2 separate regions of the Anas platyrhynchos genome follow, and region 2 is linked to region 1. A link is a contact called in public Hi-C data. All regions are on one chromosome and are shown on one strand. The core of a region is the stretch at or near the end of the contact, and the rest is flanking DNA. Distances in the headings are between cores, read along the strand shown.

Region 1 (5,084 bases), core at 373-2,872:
GTGTGCAAGTGTTTTGTCTTGCAGTATCAGCCAGAGTTAAACTTTGTCGAGTATGGATGTTCAGTCTCTTTGATGTATTTTACACTTGCTATCAACGTGAGTAACATCGAAAGACTTTAAACCTGTTTATAAGATACAATGATTAATTCATCAAAAACTTGCAGTTGTATAGCAAAGCTTAAACACCAGTGTTTTATTAGCACTTGTGGCAGTAAGACTTACTCATCTCTGCAATACCTATGCATTTCCAGATAAGAAAAAGCTTGTTCATAGTCTTTGTGCAGCACCCTGAGGCTCACGCAAGACCTCTGCATTGTTTACACTTCCCAAAAGTCAGCCAGATATTTGCTGCCTTGGTATAGCATCCCTGTGTGTCACCAAACAGGAAGTGCAAAGCTTAAACCAAGTGTTTGAAAATCAGTCCTCAAAGATACCAACACTGCAATTAGACATTAGCAGCCTGCTTTAGATCTTGGTTCTGATATGCTATCAGATTAGTAAAATTAAGGGTTTGGCAGCCATTCTCAGAGCTGTGACTTGGCTGCCCACATGCCTTGCTTGTCCTCTGCAGCCTGCCCCCAGAGACACCCCTGCAGCAGCATGGTCACTGCAGCATCCCTCCACTTGGGACATGGCACATGAGAATGGTCCTCACTGAGCCCTTTTAGTCAGGGATTGGCTCCTGCCTCACAAGCTATCAGGACATGACTGGGTCGAAACACCTGATTTGTCTGGAGATGAAGCAGTCACAGCACCACACCAGCTGTCACATAGCCCAGGCAGCTCCTGAAGGCTGCCACACCAAGGCCCAGTTCCAGCCATGGGACAACACTGTTATCCAGACTCCCTTTGCCAGCTCCTGCCTTTAGACACAGCAGCACAGACTGATTCGCATCCAGCTTCTGGGGGGCAGCAGGAAAAGCACTTGGCCAGCCCCAGCGGATCAGGTGGAAGCAACAACTAAGCTGCTCCTCCCTGGCTGCAGCCTGGAGGCCAGGCAGAGGCACTGGCAGCAGCTCAGCTGCTCTATCTGCATGACTTTTCATTGCTGAAAGTGCTCCTCAGCTCCTCTGCCAGGCACTGGAAGGCTCACTCCATTATGCACCAACATTGTATTAGTAAAGTATTTCAGCAGCTGGCTTGTGTTTTGAAAATAAGATTATCACTAGGCATCTCCAGTTCCGAGGTCCCTAAAAAGTGTTTTTTTTTGGGGGGAGTGATTGCTGCTTGCATGAAGCACTGAGAGCAGTGTTCTTTCCCCCACTCCACCTTCCATTCAGTCACGTTCCCTCTGTTTGGGGCTGTTGCTGCCATTTCAGCCTGACTTCAGAATTTTGGATACTGGTATTTGGCCCCAGGGCTGTGAAATTATCACTCCTGAACCTCCCATTCCCCTGCAGAACGGAGCAGCCCTCTTACACTCATGGTAACCATTTAGAAGAGCTAACAGTTTGAGCATGCCAGGCTCCCTGTGCTTACACATGTTTAAATTGGCCCTCCCTAAAGGCCGATATATTCCATCTGGTCTATTGGATTTCTTGGCTTAAAGTTACTGGAAACACTGAATGTTTCTTCTGCAGTGATCCCATAGCTGTCCAAGAGCAATACGCACACTTACAGCCAGCAAGCTGTACTAAAACACTGTGGGAGAAGTACTTCTACACTTCTTTCCCTGCCTGGTCTTAGAGCTATTTTGAAATCCCAAGTTCCACCATTTGCTTTTTCTAACCTATCTTATGGCACAAGTGATACGTGAAGGGTAAGTACAATGCACAAGTTTTCTGCTTCCTACTTCTAAATGTTTTATCTGATGGTTGCACACTGAGCAATAAGAGGTTTCTGTTATTTATTTTACATATTCTTCTTTCTAAAATAGCACTCACTTGTTCCTATGCTTATAATTTTACTTAACAAGCTAATAAAACTTCATTTATTTTCCACAAGTGTTATTTATGCTCTATAAACTATTTGTGTCAAGAAAGTGACATTACAGGCAACCAGGCTATACTTAAGCAAGCTCTCAGCAACAACAGCAACATTTGATCAGCCATGTAGTTATCCACTGCTCATTTAACTCCCTGTAGGAGTGGTATAGAATCACCTAGGTTGGGAAAGCCTTTAAGATCGTAATGTCCAGCCACCACCCTGACCTACAAGTCCCATCATTAAGCCACATCCCTCAGTGCCACAATTCATGATACAGCCCATACAGTGCCATGGCCTACAATAATACCACTGCCTCCTTCATTCTCATAAGCACCTGCACTCCCCAGGCTCTGGGGCAGGTGTAGCACTATCTTAAGACACACAGATGCATTCAAACTGTGTCACATGAATCACTGAGGTCATGAACACAGCACATTCCTTTTGTGCACAGTTGTGCCCATTCCCACAGCAGTTTCCATAACACAATCTCTCTTACAGGAGCAGACTTAAAGGGTATATCCGTCCTTTGGCTTAGTCCATCTCCCCCAGGCCCAAGCACTGCTAGCAGCTGGATGGATGCCCACATTTCCAGTAGCTTTGCTGACTCCTTGAAGCCTGCTTCTTGCTGCAGATTTTGCATTGCATTTGAAAACTGAGGATTCAGGAACATTAAAAATAATTCAGCCTCTTCATCATCTTTGTTTTCTTATGTACAGTATGCCTCCTGTTCAGTTCAAGGGGCAGCTCTTTGCTAACTTAGAGGACAGCTGCAGCACAGAGGCAGGGACCTTTCCTGACCCTCTTCTTCCCCCAGCCCCTCAATGCCCTCAGCACCCCTCACCTCTGTGGGACACACGCAGGCTCACCAGGTGCTCCACAAACACACACTTCAATATGGATCCAAAAGCACAGCACCCCATCAGCTGCCACAGGCTGGCAGTGTAACTCATCACAGCATTATACTCCCAGTTTCAATGGGCAATAACACACAGCTGCAAGTGTCATTTGGCTTTAGCTGAGGCAGTCAGTGGCTGAGCTGATTGATGAACTGGCACAAGCTGCAGCAGGCACCGTAGTAACAACTCCCAGTGTCAGACAAGCAAACTTAACTCCACAGGTGGGACAAAACCAGATAAATTGCTTCGTATCTCCTTATCTTCAAAGCAAGCCTGTTAATACACTTAGCAGAAAATCTGTGGTTGGCAAACTCTACCAAATCTGAAGATCAACTCCTTCCCTGTGGATTTTTACCTGTGAACAAGCGCTCCCTCCAGAGCTCACAGCAATGCATTTTTCAGCCTTTTGCCAGGGAGAAAATAGCCTGGCTGCAAGACTTTTTTAAGGCTTTGGCTAAAGGAGCTAAGTGAGAGTGAAATGGATTCATCTGTTCAGGGTAGTTGTTTCCACATCCACATCATTGCTTCCAGAAAGTCAGCCACACTCTCTCCCATGCTTGTACCGTTTCTGCTGTCATGTATATACTGGGTGAATGGCTATTTACATGAAAATACAGTCGCTGAGCATTTAGTACTAACCATTTGTACTTGGCACAGCCATCATTTTGAGAATATTACAGATGCTCTTGCCTTTTAATTTCAAAAACTCTGAAAATACTTATAAAACTCAGATATCCCCTCTGTAGAGTCACTGAACTCTTTCCACACTTTTGCTATTAGGCAAGCCTGTTATTAGGCAAGCCTGTCATTAAGGTTAGTGGATGGGAGGCGTCCTTGTCCCGCTCGGCATTGCGTGCAGGAGCTGGTTGCGGCCAGTCGAGTTGAGCACAGTGCTGACTGTGTGCGCCAGGCCCTCTGGCACCCCAGCTGCCTCAGCCTGGCGCCAGCCAGGGTTTGTTGTCACCGCTGTGGAAATACGGGTCTGGGGAGCTGCGTTTTCTGAAGGGTGGGAGATTGCTGTGGGATTGATCCCTTGATCCCTTCACATGGGCTTTTGGAATAGATTTTATCATAGACGACACTTCAGATGGTTTAGAGAGGAGTACAGATCTGGAGGCAAAACCCATCACTGCTTTAGTGAAAACTCAGGTGCCAGGATTTCTGTAACGGAGGCTAACCACTACCCAGTGAAGTGGCATGCTCAGAGGCTGCATTTTCTTCTTCAGATTTGGTGTACTGTTCCTGAAAGTTAATGGCATCTATAATGCTGTTGGTGATCTGTTTTGCTACAAAGCAGAAAACAAGTGCTGCCTGTGGGAGGTGATGACGTTTAAAGGGAAATGTGCTGCAGGAAGAAACGTCTTCCACTGTAAACGTGCAGTCCACACAGAAGCTAGACCTTAATGGTGTGGCTAACCGCCTGTGGGCTTTGGGAGCCCACTGGTGGCCAGGCCACTGCTGCTCCCTTTCCCCCCATGGACACCCTGGTGTCCGTGAGTGGGGCTGGGTGCATGTGTGGGGCCTGGCCAGGCCCCCAGGCTTTGCTTCACCTCACGCCATGGCCCAGCAGCACATATGCACAACTCCTGCTGCAAGGTCCGAGCATAGAGGGACCCAGCCAGGTTGGCGACTGGGGAATATGACACAGCGGCTGAATTGGCATGAATACTAGTCAAATTAATATTCTAAAAGCTTACTGCAGTTATTTGCAGGTTCTGATCAAAACAGATACTGAACAACCACATCCACTTGATTAATAGCAAACACTTGCTACAGAAACAGACACTAATGCTAACCTTCCATTTTACTGTGTTTAATGCACATAATTATTCATCACAGATACTATTTATATACCCCTGTACTGCAAAGTGAGAGAAAGCTTTTGTCTTGGTTTTTATCATTTTTAGATTAAATCCAAGTTTTTCTATTTCCTCCAGTCAGCAGATCAGGCCCACAGTTTTTTCTCCAAAGGACTGGCAATTCTTTTAAATGTGTTGAATTATTTTTTCCAGGTGGTGGTTCAGCTGAAATTAAATGCTACTCTTTTCTGTTGCTCAGAGATACAGATGTAGCACACATGGAAAGATGACAACTTTAACATGATGACAACTTTTAACTAGCAAATGCGGATAACAGTTTTTAAACAGAGGACTTTAAATTCTTGGTGCTACTTACTGCTGCCTCATGCGACAACGTAGGAAGCACCAAGAGGGAAAGAAGGCTGGGGTGAGAGCACAGCAGCATGAGAAAAGGCCATATAGA
Region 2 (5,532 bases), core at 2,214-4,713, 130 kb before region 1:
ACTACTCTTAGCTAAAACAGACATCACCAACAGCTAATCACTAGTTTTCTCCTTGCAGTACACATTGTAGGTGCTAGACATCTTTAGACATGTTTTGCTTGCAAGATGAAGGGCTACTAGTGTCAAACTGGCAGAAGGGAGAACTATTTCAAATCCATTACAACTGAAACCTTTTGAAGAAACTTGAAACTTGAGAAGAACTGTGGGCTCCCTCTGCAACCTTACTATTGCAACATAAGATCAATATCACCCTATTAACGGTGAGACATAAAAATCAAGGTGCATGTTTCATACTTAATAGCTACATGAATTTCTTGGTCTATTCCCTTTTGATATGCCTCTCAAGAAGCTACATTCCCGATTATAAAAGGAATGCCACTCAACCAAACACTGTCACAGAGAGCTGCCTTCTTTTATAGAAATATGAAAAAAAAAAATTAGGAACTGAGACATTCTTTGTTATTCTTTTGTTGGATCACTCTGACCTCCCTGAAAACAGATTTCTCAGCTAGGGGAAAAATTCAGAACTGTAGGGATAGTAACAGTCACTGAAAGATACAATCATTTTAGACATCAAATTTAATTCCATTGAGGGGTAAAGGATAAGGACAACAGGGACCAGATCCAGTATGTAGATCCAAGCCCAAAGGTTTACTTCCATTTTCAAGCTGGAGTAAGCTAGAAATACAAATGCTGTTCTAGCACAAGCTTCTCTTTGCATTTTATTATCAGTTAATAGCTTGAGCCAAATTTTCCAGTTATCACAATACAACAGTTTTTGTAGAGCCCATGTTCCAGAGCATCCAAGGACAGCAGATCATCTCACCTCCCCTTGTTTCACTGTCCAATAAGAAATGCTCTCAGATAACATTTTGAAATACTTATAAAACATGGTTGCTGAGTTTTACAATAAAATGAGTGAGAACATCCTTGATTTGCAAGCACCAAGGTGTCCCCTTCACCTTCTCCCAAATATAAAAAGAAGGGAGAAGAAGAGAGGAGAGGAGGGGAGGGAACCTGATGGCAGCTCCTAAATTTCAGCAGACAATCTATGAACTGGCATTCTAACCAGCTGCACGGGTTCTAAGAGTATTTGCTGTGTAATTTGCAGCCAGTCACTGCAGCAGTTTGAAGGAAGTCTGCTCTGTTTTTAATTTTTACTTTCTGTAGCTCACCAACACAGATACAGTAGAGCAAATAAGAGAGTCTAGTTCATGAATTGGGATGCAATAACGATAAGAAGCAAAAAAATGAAAACAAGTCAAGATCACCTTGCTCCAAAAACTTCCATAATCAATTAGACATGGAGCCTTTTGCCTTCCTCCAGCTAGTCTACCTTGCATTGGTTCTGTCAATAACCAGGCAATTTAATTTTGCAGAAAACAGTGAAATGCAACCTGGTTAACAGGCATTGTATTTATACATAAAATTAAAATTCTGCCTTTAAAAGCTAAAAATATCAACAGCACTTCTCTTGCTTTCCAAATACATTCTATCTAGCAGAAAAAAACATTTGTAAACACTGTTTTAGCATTGGAATAGTATGAGTAAAAGACAAATATTATAGATAGCTTGCTGCCTTACCAGGAGTGCATTTCAACAAAACATATAAGTACATACTTAGCTTTAAGTTTTTTCAGTTTTACTTATGCCAGGAGAATTAAATACCTGCTTATTGTTCCATGAGCCTTGGAGCAATGGGTTTTGAGCCAGCTAATAATATCAAAAAGAACAATGGAAAGAACTAACCTGTGCATTTGTTGCTGTATATGTTCTCCTGAAGCTGTGTTTTACCTTTACGTTTTCTTGGAGGTCCTGGGAGTCCAGGTGGTCCAGGAGGCCCAGGGGGTCCAGGTTCACCTTTTGCACCTATGTAAAAAATGAAGTACAATGTTGCAGCCCCTGCATGCAAGCAGACAATCTGCAGAAAACCGTATATGTCCACATGATGGACTTTTAGAGATTTCTGAAAGAGCCTCTGAATTCTTAAGAGGTTTTTGTGTGATCAATAAACTCCCTGAAATGCTCTTTCTTAGAATGTGAGCCATCCAGAACTTCACGAGTTCTAAGACATGAATGCAATTTAATCTGTCTGGATTACAAGTGCATTAGAGAGTTATAAACCACTATTGCCTTTTATTTTGTGATTTTTAGGACTTCAGCTTAAGAGGCTACAGTTTTAGCAACTTATAATGTGGCTGCCATGATGTTTCCTTCATGTATTCTTGAGTGGAAATCTGCTCTCATTTTCTAATACATAAATAAACTACACTGCAAGAAAGAGCAGAAGGAGATCAACTGTCTTGAAGTGTAGTAGAAAGGGTGGAATTCATGTACACCTCAACACAAAGACCAAATAGAAGAGTATTTGTGAAGAATTGCATTATAAATGAAACACACTCCCCTAGGAAGTCCATCTAATTTTTGGAGCTCCACACACCCTTGAGACTATTACTGACCAATACTAATATCTAAACTGTAGCAATACCCAAAAACTTCACTGTGGATAATGTGGTTATGTTAGTTGGCCCTACTTTTGCAGAAGCAGAGTGTATCTTTTTCTGTCATGTACGCTACTGCAAGAGACCTCTTCTTCTTCTTACCTTCTAATACTACATCATTGTTTGCATCCCCCTTTTCACCCTTTGCTCCTCTTGCGCCTTTTCCACCTGGCATACCATCTTTGCCAGGTAAACCCATTTCTCCAGGTTCTCCTTTCTGTCCTTGATCACCTTTTTGTCCTGGCATGCCTAGAAATAAAAAGCGTTTCAGTACCAAGAATATTGTTGCAATATTAATCACACAGTTCCTAAAATTAGTGCATTTTGTTGAAATACAAAACATATTTACCCTTGTTGGTGGTTTTCTTTTGTGTTTGTTTGTTTTTTTCACTTGTATTTTTCTGTATTGTTGTAATTTGCTTTGATTTCAAAGGAACTTTATAACCAAATAAGCAGGGGAATGGTGTATAATTCATTAGGTGTGAAGAATGTTTTCTTTACCTAGTAATCTCTGAGTTTAGAACATGAAACATGGAGACCTGGGCCTTGCCAATGCTGGCTAGAGTATTTCTGGACTAGGAACACTAAGGAAAAAATATGAAGTCAGTTATTTTATATTTCTAGGGCATTAAAGAAGAAGTGCACTTTCATAGCACCTCTTTTCTTAAAGCAATGTCTTTATGTACTAACTTCATGTACTAACATTACAACACATTGTACTTTCAACATTTTCTATGTCCCAGCAGAGCATAGACTCAGCCACCCAGTAACCTTTTCACGTGGCTACTATTCCCTGCCCCTACACTTGTTACAAGCATGATCAGTCCAAATATTTTTTGTGCTTTATCAAAGCAAAAGTAGCTTTGATTTAGCAAAGTAGCATTTTTAACAGGACATTCGTTTGTCCTGTGTAATCTCAGCTAGAATATTTTGCAACAAGGAAAACAATGCTGTGTTTATAAAACTGACATACCAAAACTTTTCACCCTCTACCTTTGTGTCAGCTAATATTTTCATGCTTTAGGAGAGAAGCATTAACCATCATAAGACTGGAAATATGTGTTCTTGCAGGCATAGGTTTCAAATACATTACATTTGTAAGTACTTGAGAGGAAAGTGCTTGTTCATCTACTTAAAGTTTCACTGTTTAAATTGACTCTGTGAAACCAGAAACAATTACTCTTTTGGGGTGAAATCTGAAATGCATCTTTGGCACAATTGCCAAATTGCCATGCAATAGGGTGAAAAAAACAGACTAATAGGTGGGCCGCTATAAATATAAATGCTAGCATCAGCCAGCCTACTTATTAACATACGCTTCTCTATCTTCCCCTCACCCCAGCATTATCCCTTCCGATGCCCTTCTGTCTCCTTACTCTCCTACCATGTGCAAACCACTGTTTTGTCACTCTGCCTTGAAGAACCAATTATCCATCAGTGTTTTCAATTAACTATGACGCATCAGATATGTCTGTAAAGCAATTACTGCTTTACACCTTTACAGTAATTTACAGCCTCAGAGCACAGTAACTGTCACCCACTGCACAGTGATTTGTAGAATCAAGGATCTGAGAGACAACAGCACTTCTCTGTGTTATTAGCAGAGACATGTCAGGGTGAAATCAGTAAGTTAGGACAAACAGTTTCCTTGACCAGCATAGAAAATTGCTTGTGGACTGCATGCAGCCTATGGGCTATTTGGCAGAGTTACTCTATTTGTGTAGATTATATTAAAACAGTACCTAGAGACTCTGCTGCATTACAAAGTCTATCTGCAATCCAAAAAAAAGAAAAAAAAAAAAAAAAAAAAAGCTGCTCCAAGAGTTTCCAGATTAAAAAGACTGTTTAGAAAAAAGAAAACAGAAAAATATGGAAATACAGTTTCCCCCGCCATGATTATTATGTATCTGAAAGCAAAACTATGGTAACATGAAACTCCCACTCCCAAACTCTGGCTCTGTTGGTTGTTTTTTTTTAAACCATCTGAAGTCAAAGCATCCTTATGTTGGAAGGTTGAGGGAATGGAAATATTCTTTTAAAGACAGTATTTAACAGCAAACTCAGAATACTGAGATGCAATTAATCTAATTCAATAGCTTTAATTTGCATTATTCAATAGCATATATATACTATGGAATAAATCTGAAGTAATCTACAAAAACTTAGTGTAAAACAAAGAATTTTACAGAGTTCTGCAATGTACAAATTCTTTGTAAACATTAAAACCCTTCTCCTTGTAACAAAGGTCTAAAAGTAATTGCATTTGAATATAACAGCAAAAAAAAAAAAAATACCTATTTTTCCTCTTTTTCCATTTACTCCGGGTTCTCCCTTTTGACCTGGTATACCTGGGACTCCATTTGATCCATTGTAGCCAGGGAGCCCATCAATTCCAGCAGGCCCTGAACAAGCCAAACAGCATAATTGAATTTTCACTGTTAAATGCATTTTAGCCTTAAAATCACTAAATCTATATATATTATGTTTATGTGTATATATTCTTTAGAAATACAAGATCCTTTAATTGGCCATTATGCTCTCCATGCCAATACAGTATCCTCCTAAAAAACATCCACAAACACAAAAAGTGAACATTTGCCTTAGCATAAGAAAACTGACTGAACTGAATGCTGCACATATTTCGCACGAAGACCAGCACAGATAAGGCTTTTATATTCCACCTGAATGATCAACACAGTGGAATCCATTGTTACAGTCACTGTCAACGTCAGAAATACATCTTCCACGGGCTTTGACATTGCTTATGATACAGGCTAGACTAATCTAACACAAGAAGAGCATTTACCTACTCATCCAGAATACTGTAGTACCAAACTCTGACTTGATACAGAAGGTATCGTTCCCTTTGTCACTATTGAATCCCCACAAACAAAAAGTACCCAGTACTTTTCTGATAGAATTACTCTAAGCAGACCCACAGCAAAAGAAACCTGGAAAGCAAGCAAGTAACCATTCATATAGGCTAGCAACCATGATGATAATAGAAAGAAGGAAAAGTTATTACGGAATT

Evidence for each region. A called contact is a pair of places that touch in the nucleus more often than the background predicts.
Region 2: a Hi-C map of subcutaneous adipose tissue shows a contact between it and region 1, with 2.1 times the contacts expected there. The contact joins two enhancer-like sites. A contact is called at or near these places in 2 of 8 Hi-C or Micro-C datasets (liver and subcutaneous adipose tissue).

Annotation. Positions count from the first base shown.
Region 1 is chr11:3,451,684-3,456,767 of IASCAAS_PekinDuck_T2T, reverse strand. All of the region lies in intron 1 of TNFAIP8L3 (TNF alpha induced protein 8 like 3), which reads left to right. Among named protein-coding and RNA genes, the nearest start is that of TNFAIP8L3, 44 kb to the left of the region's middle. Within about 2 kb of position 1,622, at least 2 of the 8 cell types and tissues checked have an H3K27ac peak or open chromatin away from gene starts, as enhancers often do.
Region 2 is chr11:3,584,017-3,589,548 of IASCAAS_PekinDuck_T2T, reverse strand. It overlaps GLDN (gliomedin), which reads right to left. Exons shown (of 10, transcript XM_005027179.6): 4 at 4,796-4,903; 5 at 2,604-2,750; 6 at 1,750-1,869. Among named protein-coding and RNA genes, the nearest start is that of GLDN, 8.0 kb to the right of the region's middle. Within about 2 kb of position 3,463, at least 1 of the 8 cell types and tissues checked has an H3K27ac peak or open chromatin away from gene starts, as enhancers often do.